2 separate regions of the Hordeum vulgare genome follow, and region 2 is linked to region 1. Evidence: chromatin contacts called from public Hi-C data. All regions are on one chromosome and are shown on one strand. The core of a region is the stretch at or near the end of the contact, and the rest is flanking DNA. Distances in the headings are between cores, read along the strand shown. Region 1 has its middle 120 kb from the start of LOC123443569. Region 2 holds the start of LOC123443570 (exocyst complex component SEC15B).

What was found. A called contact is a pair of places that touch in the nucleus more often than the background predicts.
Region 2: a Hi-C map of seedling shows a contact between it and region 1, with 2.1 times the contacts expected there. The contact joins the promoter of LOC123443570 here to the enhancer-like site in region 1. A contact is called at or near these places in 1 of 6 Hi-C or Micro-C datasets (seedling) and 1 of 1 datasets of contacts at active chromatin or transcription factors (embryo).

What each region holds. Positions count from the first base shown.
Region 1 is chr3H:228,135,883-228,140,180 of MorexV3_pseudomolecules_assembly, reverse strand. No RefSeq gene overlaps it. Among protein-coding and RNA genes, the nearest start is that of LOC123443569, 120 kb to the right of the region's middle. Within about 2 kb of position 1,325, at least 3 of the 3 cell types and tissues checked have open chromatin away from gene starts, as enhancers often do. A contact at or near this core is called in seedling, where this site is marked.
Region 2 is chr3H:228,446,487-228,451,122 of MorexV3_pseudomolecules_assembly, reverse strand. It overlaps LOC123443570 (exocyst complex component SEC15B), which reads right to left and starts at 1,401. Exons shown (of 1, transcript XM_045119996.1): 1 at 1-1,401. The coding sequence starts at 1,268.

The DNA.
Region 1 (4,298 bases), core at 76-2,575:
AAGGAAGTGCTCTATTCCTTGATCTATTTGAGTTGAAGTTTTTCATGGTGATTAACATTGATAAATCACTCATGGAAAACAAATCTCAGATAAATTCATCCATCCATTATTCCACAACAGTTTTCTCAATTTTCTGTCCATTTGGAAGTGCTATGAAGGAAGTACCATGTAGGCATTTTCAAATGAGCTGAAACTTTTCCAGTATCTTCATATGTTCAAACCATCAGCCTACACTAAGTATGAGCCATGTCCATTTAGCCATTCTTCCCCAGCTTCATTATTTGCAATTCTGTCCGGTATGGTGGTTTGTTCAGCAAGTACCCTCAATTCTTACCCGAATGGTCCCAAAATTTACCAAAGTACTTACCTTGGTAGATCATTGCTCCATGCCAAGTTCCAGCTCCTATCGCTCAGTGATCTCTCTAGAAATATCTACAAACACCTTGCTGCCAGAACCTTCTTCTACAAGTTTCTCTCGTTTCAGCTCTACCTAGATGGTTCCAGTTACTGCTATGGCCTATTTGAGTAGTGAGATGTCGCGTTGACAAGTTTCTAGGATGATCCATTGTCCAGGACACGTGATGTTGGTGGTGACCTCACCTCTAGTCGGCAGCCTGCGTGAACTATGGCAAAACAGTCGTCGTTCGATCACCTCCCATCGCCGCAGCTTGTCTGCGAGTGCTGACTAAATCCCCACCGCACGTGTGTGCCTCCTGGAGCCTTCTCCCCCTCGTCTCCTAGCCCATGGCTGCCTCTGCCAGCGCAGATGCTCCATCGGAACGCCGTCAACTCGTCACGCACCTCGAAGCTCCGTCATGCATCGCGTATCCCATCCCTCCGCTATTTAAGGCGTGCCTCGAACTCCTCTCCTGACTAGAAGCTCAACCCCCGCCATCTTCTCCGAGCTCTGGGAGCTTCCCTTGCCTTTCCATGGCCTAAGGCCGCCGCTCGATTCCCTAGGCCATCCCCTGCCTGTGGTCCTTCCCCTCCTCTCCGTCTGCACCCTCTGCATCGCCAGGAGCTCGTGAAGCCAGTGCCCCGTTGCGTCTGTGCAGGGAAGCCCCGCCGGCATCATCCATCTTCGTCCGTCTCTGGCCAAGAAGCCCGGGCCACGACGCTAGTGCTACGGGCCACCCCAGCCGACCCCGCGGCCACCAGCGAGCTCGCCAGGAATTGGCGGAGCTCCTCCGCTCATCGGCCAGCCCTGGGAAGCAGTAAGGTGTCGGCCAGGCCGGCTGCTGGCGTCGCCCCTGTCTACTTTGTCATGGCGGGCAGAGGACGACTAGGGAGGAGGAGGAAGATAATGTGGGCCTGGCCCTTCACTGGCCCACCAGCTTTTTTGAAAGCAGGAGAGAGAAAGCACCGGTGGGACCCACCTAAAACGTATTTCAGTCAAGTGCGCTTTGGGTTCAGTCCCGAGCGGCCTGTCTATGAATGCTTTATTTACAGATTGGTCCCTATACTTCGGACAGCGATATCTTTTCACCCGAGACCCCGATTCAGCCCTCTTCGAGAGAGAACAGTTTTCGGCGATCCTTTCCGCAGATTCTCCGCACTTCTTCTCGGAGTATTCTTCGACCCAGGCAAGCCGACCATCTGATATATGTCCTACAACATTGCTCTATGTTATTCTTGTGTGTTTAATTAATGATTATGCCATGATAGAAATAACTAAACTTCTGTTAGATTGCACCTATTGCTTGTGTTACTCTCATTTACTCACCATATAATAATTCATAGTAAATAATTTAAGTGCCTAGTTGCTGCCCTCATCAGTTATTGTGTAAACCACATGCTCACTTAATGCATTCTAGTCGGTTGATCTAGAGTCACCTGTCCGGGCTTATACGCGCAGCCACATTTGCCGGTATAGGACGGCCTTGACTTGGGCTGATCGCGTGCACTTTCACCGGTACCTCCAGACAGGGAAGGTTATGCGCGTGCGCTACCCTGGCCCGGTAGGCGGCGATAACCTTGTGAGCCAAGTTGATTGTTTAACCCGGGAGTCCCTCTTTGGGACAGTTCAGTTTGTCCACGACGGTGGCAAGTGTCATGAGGACACAGGAGCCACCCAGAGCATGACTCCGGGGGAGGATGAATGTTGGTGGTGCGATGGGAGAGTCACGGGTCAGGCAGGTTTTGTTGGAGCAATGCTGGTCCACACCAACAGAATCACGAGGCCAGGTGCTCCATGGTGTGGGTAAAGTGCGCAACCTCTACAGAGTATAAAAATCTATTCGAATAGTCGCGTCCACGGTATTGGACAGCCCGTCTAGACCTCACTAGGTGGTCAACCGTATCAGCGATAATAATGATGAAAGAACTCGCCTTGTGCAGACATCAAATGATGATATGTTAGCCATGGGATGGCTATGAGATGAGTGGTCGGATGACCACATGAGTTGGATTGGATTTGGATCAAATTCAGACTGAATCATGAGAATATTCAGAGTATAAATCATTTATTTAATATGGTTTACATTATCGTATTTACTTTAGTAGTTATCTTGCTGGATAATCCTGTTATACCTTGATAATAATATTGCTAGATAGGTACGCTATGTCATGATAATTAATATAGCTCTAATAACAAATGCATGCTTGAATGCCATGGATTGCTTTGCTTGGTGTATATGTTAGTTGGTTTGCTTGCGAGTACATTCAAAAGTACTCAGCGGCCTTTAACATGTCCAGGTTCAGATAAGGATCTGTCGTCCGTTGTCAAGGAGCCGGAGCGTTCGCAGGCTAGAAGAGTAACCTAGTCGGATCCCTCTAGATTGGAGCCGCACGAGGACCATGCTTCCTTAGATAGAGCTTTTCCGTTGCCATCACCCTGGTGATATATCTTGTAATACTGATATATACATTAATAGAAATGCATGTGTTCATGATATTTGTTGTAAACGCGCATGCCAGAGGGATTTCCTAGGCTGGTATGCGTGGCGACCGTCTCGCTACAGTGGTAATCAGGCGGGGTGCCACATAGCTCTCTTGATTCCACTAACCATTCTTTTATCCAAGTTACACTTGAGCAAGGAAATGATTTATTGAAAGGGATTATAGAGAGATGTGTCTTCAAATGTCTTGTGGAAGTAACAATTGGAGAAAATTATGCACAAGCAAGGAGGACATCGGAAGAAGCAAGGTGTTGGCTACTTCCACGTCAACGGAGATTATTGGAAAGAAGGTCCATATCCCATTCCCAAGCTTTATCCTCAAGAGGAGAAGTATGATCCTACTCTTCCCAAGGGAATAAGCTCACAAGATGGCCTTCTACCACAAGACCACAAGGGCAAGGGAAAGCTTCAAGAGGACATTGACTCATTTGAAGAAGAGCCCCAAGCCAAGGTTGAGTGGTTTCCCAAGGACACTTCTAGTATTACCTCATCTAGTGCTACCACAACTCCAAGGATTCCCATCAAAGTGATGTGGGTCCGCAAGAGGAAAAACTAGGAAGTTCTTGAGGGGTGACTCCGCCAATGAAATTCACTCCCATTCATTTTAGCAAGAACCATATGCAATCAACCTCAACCATATGCATTAGTTCAAGGAGTCACTCATTCCCTCAAAGGTAAGCAACACACTAGGTAATTAATGTATCTTTGGACATAATCCCACATGTGTTTCACTCCATGTACATAGATATCTTTGTGTTTGTTCCTTTTTGAATTGGGACTAACCCATGTAAGTGAGAAGAGTAAGAAACAACAAGGATTGCTCCCAACTCAAGATGATCTTAAACAACATTGAGCATCCACCACTACTTCACCTACTTGAAGTCTTCTACGATAAAACCTAAGGTTAGTTTGTCCCTCTTAGGGGGATATCATATCAAGGGGGAGATTTACTCTAAATCTTGAGTATAAGCATCTTCTAAATATATGAACACATTAAGGCTTTATGTAAAAATGGCAACCCCACTGGTGCTTAAATGATGAGTATGACCTATGATCAAGTATTCTTACATGACTCCTAAGTCAATATACTCAAATATAGATAACTTCGTCATTGCCCAAGTGCTTGATAGATGCTAGGATGTTTGTGCATGTTCATCATCATTATATTTCACATCTTATTATGTGAGCATGTTGGTCTGCATATCCTTTCTCATTCAAGGATATCCAATTGTTGCTATTTGGCTTTTGATTTATCTTTTTCCAATTGGATAGACAAGAATGGCTAGAACCCTTCTCTAGCTATCTATGCTTTCTCGTCTCAAGTTGTATTCATGCTTCACCACAAAACTTCAACAAGCACTTCTTGATCCCTCTGTGTTAAGGAGCGCTTGAAGTTCCGTA
Region 2 (4,636 bases), core at 152-2,651, 310 kb before region 1:
GCCAGCACGTCGAGTAGCATCCCAACTGGATAACTATATCTCCTCATTGTGGCAGCAAGCAAGGCAGCATAATCAGTTATGAGAAGCAGGTGGTTTGCTGTCTGCATCCTAGAGAAATTATCTTCCAGCACGGAGATCATTTTTCCCACTGCAGCCTCCCACAATGCATCTACATCCACCCGGGATGTAAGCCCACCCCCTGTACGAAACACACGGTCCTCGACAATAAAAAACCCAGCAATCTGCGCGAAGAACACCTGATGAGACTCAAGAAATGGTGTTGCCGCAATCACATCAAAGTCAGATGTTAGCTGCAGCTTCCTGTTCTCCAGGTAGTACTTCTTGAATCGCTCCCCAAGCGCCAGTGTCTGGTGTATGTGCATGGCACGGTAGAGCTGTGTGAGGTCAAACGAGGCTGCCGCGGCACCATCCGCCCCATCAGACGTAGCCGTGGCTGCAGCAAAGTCGTCGAGGTCACCAGCTCCGTCATCGTCCAGGGTGATGGACTCCTCCAGCGGGCGGTGCTTGGAGCGGAGCTCCTCCTGGCGCTGCCTGACCGCGGCTGAGCGACCAATGGCCACCTGTCCAAGGTGACGCGAAGCAGCCCGGATGCTGACCATCCAGTCGGCAAACTCCCTGGAGATCTCGCGCTCAGCGTGGACGCGCGCCGCGGGAACGAGGCTGAGCAGCATGCGGCGAAGGGCAGGAAGAGGAAGCGGCTCGGGGCCAGAGGCAAGGTCGAGATCGATGGCATCGACGGCGCGGAGGGCGAGGTAGAGACTGTGGTTGCCGGCCTGGAGGTGGTCGTTAGCCCGAGCGGCGAGAGCGAGCAGGCGGACGCAGCGGTGGGAGGAGGCGAGAGCGGATGAGAGGTTCCCGGCGAGAGCTCGCGCGGCAAGGTACGACTCGAGCGAGGCTAGCAGCGGCGCGGCAGATGACAGGAGAGCGGAGTGGGAGGCGGAGAGGGAGCCCTTGAGCACATCGGCGTCGGCGAGGAGAGAGCGGAGGTCGTCGACGGCGCGGATGAAGTCGTGGAAATGCGCGCGACAGAGCTCCTCGATCTCGGACTCGCGGTCTCGCGCGACGGCGCGGAGCGAGGATAGAAGCGGCTCCGGCCGGCCGCAGGCGAACGCGCGCCGGACAAACGGGCCCAGGTCCTCCCCCGCCGAGATGGCAGTGGAGAGCTGCGCCAGGTCTGCTTCGGACGGGACTGAGCTACCGCCGGCCGAAGCTGACGCTGGCGCGTCGCCGGCGAGCTTGCGCCGCATCGAGATCTGGAGGAGGTGGGGTTGTGGGAGAGGGGAGTTGCCGAGTTGGGCAGGACAGGGGAAAAGGAACTGTTGGTATGCTACCAGAAGAAACAGCGGGTGGTCGGGGCAGCTGGCGTCGAGTGGCAATAGTAATACAGAAGTATGCGCGTGGACTAGTCGGGATGTCTTCTACACCGCACCCGGTCTCTCGAACGCTCGCGGGTCCATCCGGATATGTCCGTGGACACATCGATACATTTCCTCATATTTCCTTTCGTTTATCAATGTATCTTATTTTCGCACACTCAAATCCATGCAATACCGTATACGTCGATCACATAAACTAAATGTCGTATATAAAACAAATGTTGATACCGAATATAAGAAGTGTTTACATTAAATTTATTTGAAATGCACATTCAATCATGTGCTCTTTGATTTTCATTGTGGGTCCACATATGCTCCGTCGAGACTGGACGTGATAATTTTACATCACAGTTCTTGAATACCTTATCCGCAGGAGTGGATTTTGACTGGCACTGTCTTCCACCAAGAGGAAGATCTGATGGGATCTTACTTGGGGTGCGGTGCGGGTCACTTCAGGTTCGCGATGTGGTGTTGGGTGAGTTTGCGGTGAAGTTTAGGCTGCGCTCGAAAGTTGACGGTTTTCAATGGGCTCTAGTAGCGGTGTATGGTGCTGCCCAGTCAGAGCTGAAACCGGATTTTCTGGCCGATTTGGTCCGAATGTGTGATGACAGGTTACCTCTATTGGTTGGGGGTGATTTTAACATCATTAGACGCTCTGACGAAAAAAACAATGATAAGTTTGATGGCAGATGACCATTTATGTTTAACACTATTATTGAAAGTCTGGATCTCAGGGAGATTGAATTTTTAGGTAGAAAGTACACCTGGGCTAATTCCTTACAAGCACACACGTTCGAAAAGCTAGATAGGGTGCTCACTAGTACTGAGTGGGAACAGAAGTTCCCGTTAGTGTCTCGTGTGTGCACTTAATCGGGCTCTTTCGGATCATACACCATTACTTCTGGATTCCGGGGATGCTATCCACTCGGGTAATAAAAACAATTTCTCATTCGAATCCACTTGGTTCTTGAGAGAAGGTTTCATGGATATGATAGCACGGGAATGGAAGGTCGAGGGTGGAGGGATGTCTAATGTTGAAAGATGGCAAAACAAAATTAGACATCTTCGACAGTTCCTCCGAGGGTGGGCAAAAAATCAATTTGGGATTTATAAAGAGGAGCAGGATAGACTCCTAAAGTTTATTGACGATCTAGATCGAAAAGCTGAGTCTGGTTTGTTAGATGCAAATGAAAGGGCATCCAAGGATGAAGCTGAACACAGAGTTCGAGTACTCCTTCGAGAGGAGGAAATGAAGTGGGCTCTTTGAGCTAAAGTACGTACGTTTGTCTATGGGGATAATAATACGAAGTTTTTCCATTTGATAGCGAATGGCAAGCATAGGAAGAAGAGGATCATTCAGTTAGAACAGGATGAGGGTACAATAGTTGGTCATGAAAACTTAAAATTGTACATCTCAACGTACTATAGACAGCTCTTCGGAGCGTCGGCTAACAGTTCTATCACTATGGATGAGCAAATGGTAGCGGATATTCCTCAAATCGGAGATGCTGACAATGAGATACCATCCGCTCCTTTCACGAAGAAAGAGGTGCTTGAGGCAATTGGACAAATGAAAAATAGCAAGGCTCCTGGACCAGATGGCTTTCCGGCTGAGTTCTATAAGAAATGCTGGCATATCATCAAGGATGACCTAATGCCAATGTTTCACGACCTGTTTTGCGGGCGACTAAAACTCTTTCATTTGAACTTTGGTACCATTACGTTGTCACCAAAGAAAGAGGGGGCGACACGTATCGAACAATTTCGCCCCATTTGTCTGCTTAATGTTAGCTTCAAGATATTCACAAAGGTGGGTACTAATCGGTTAGCTCAGGTCGCTCACTCGGTGGTCCAGTCAACGCAGATAGCGTTCATGCCTGGGCGGAATATCCTAGAAGGGGTGGTCGTCCTGCATGAGACGTTACATGAAATTCACTCGAAGAAACTAGATGGGGTTATCTTCAAGGTGGATTTTGAAAAGGCGTATGATAAAGTTAAATGGTCCTTTTTGCAACAAACCTTACGTATGAAGGGGTTTGATCAGTTATAGCGGAAGCATATAGACTGTTTCATTAAAAAAGGCAGTGTCGGTCTAGATGCCTTTTAAGTAAGTAAGACCTTAGCACAGGTGACCGTTAAACTGAATGATTCTCCATTCTGGAAAGGATTGGTGAGGTGTAAAACTGCTTTTTTCAACCAGACTAGGTTTGTCATTTCTAATGGTGAATCAACTAGATTCTGGGAGGATACGTGGTTAGGGGATTTGCCCCTTGCACTGGAATATCCACAGTTATACAATATTGTCCAACGCAGACAAGCGTCTGTTGCGACAATTTTGAGTCACACGCCTCTAAATATTTAGTTCCGTAGATCCTTGATCGGGGAAAGATGGACAAGCTGGCTTCACTTAGTTAGAAGGTTAATGGCTATCCAATTGTCGGATAGACCAGATACCATTCATTGGAAGCTTACTAAGAATGGTGCCTTTTCGGTAAAATCGATGTACTTACATCTTATAGATTCGGGGTACATTCCAAGATCCAAACATATATGGGAGGTCTGTGTTCCGTTGAGAATAAAGATCTTCATGTGGTTTCTCCACAAAGGAGTTATTTTAACAAAGGACAACTTGTCTAAGCGTAACTGGAAAGGAAACCGGCGATGCAACTTTTGTGACAATAAGGAAAATAGCAAGCACCTCTTTTTTTAATGCCCGATGGCTAATATTCTATGGCGCTCTATACACATTGCTTTTAATATCAATCCCCCACTACTGTCAACACGTTGTTTGGGACGTGGGTGGAGGGCTTTAGTGGTCATTTTGCAAAAATTGTCCGGGTGGGAGCCTGTGCATTATTGTGGGCGATTTGGAACTGCAGGAACGATTTAGTGTTTAACAGATGCATATCTATTAATTTTTTGCAGGTTATTTTCAGGGCTACCGCACTGATCCACATGTGGTCATTACTCACTCCTGCGGAAACCAGGGAGCTTATGGTTACTGGGTGTGTCCGCTGGGAGATGGTAGCACAGGGTATCTTCAACCGGTTTGGATGACAGCAGGCTAAAAGGATAGGTGGCTAGTCATCGTCCTATATTTCAGTCGCTGGTTGGGGCGCATTGGGCGCTTTGTATCTCTTTATTTTTGTTGTTCGCGGATTGATGTACTCTTGGCGGACTCATTTTCTTTATTTTAATAAAAGGCTGCATGCATCATTCGATGCAGAGGCCGGGGCAAT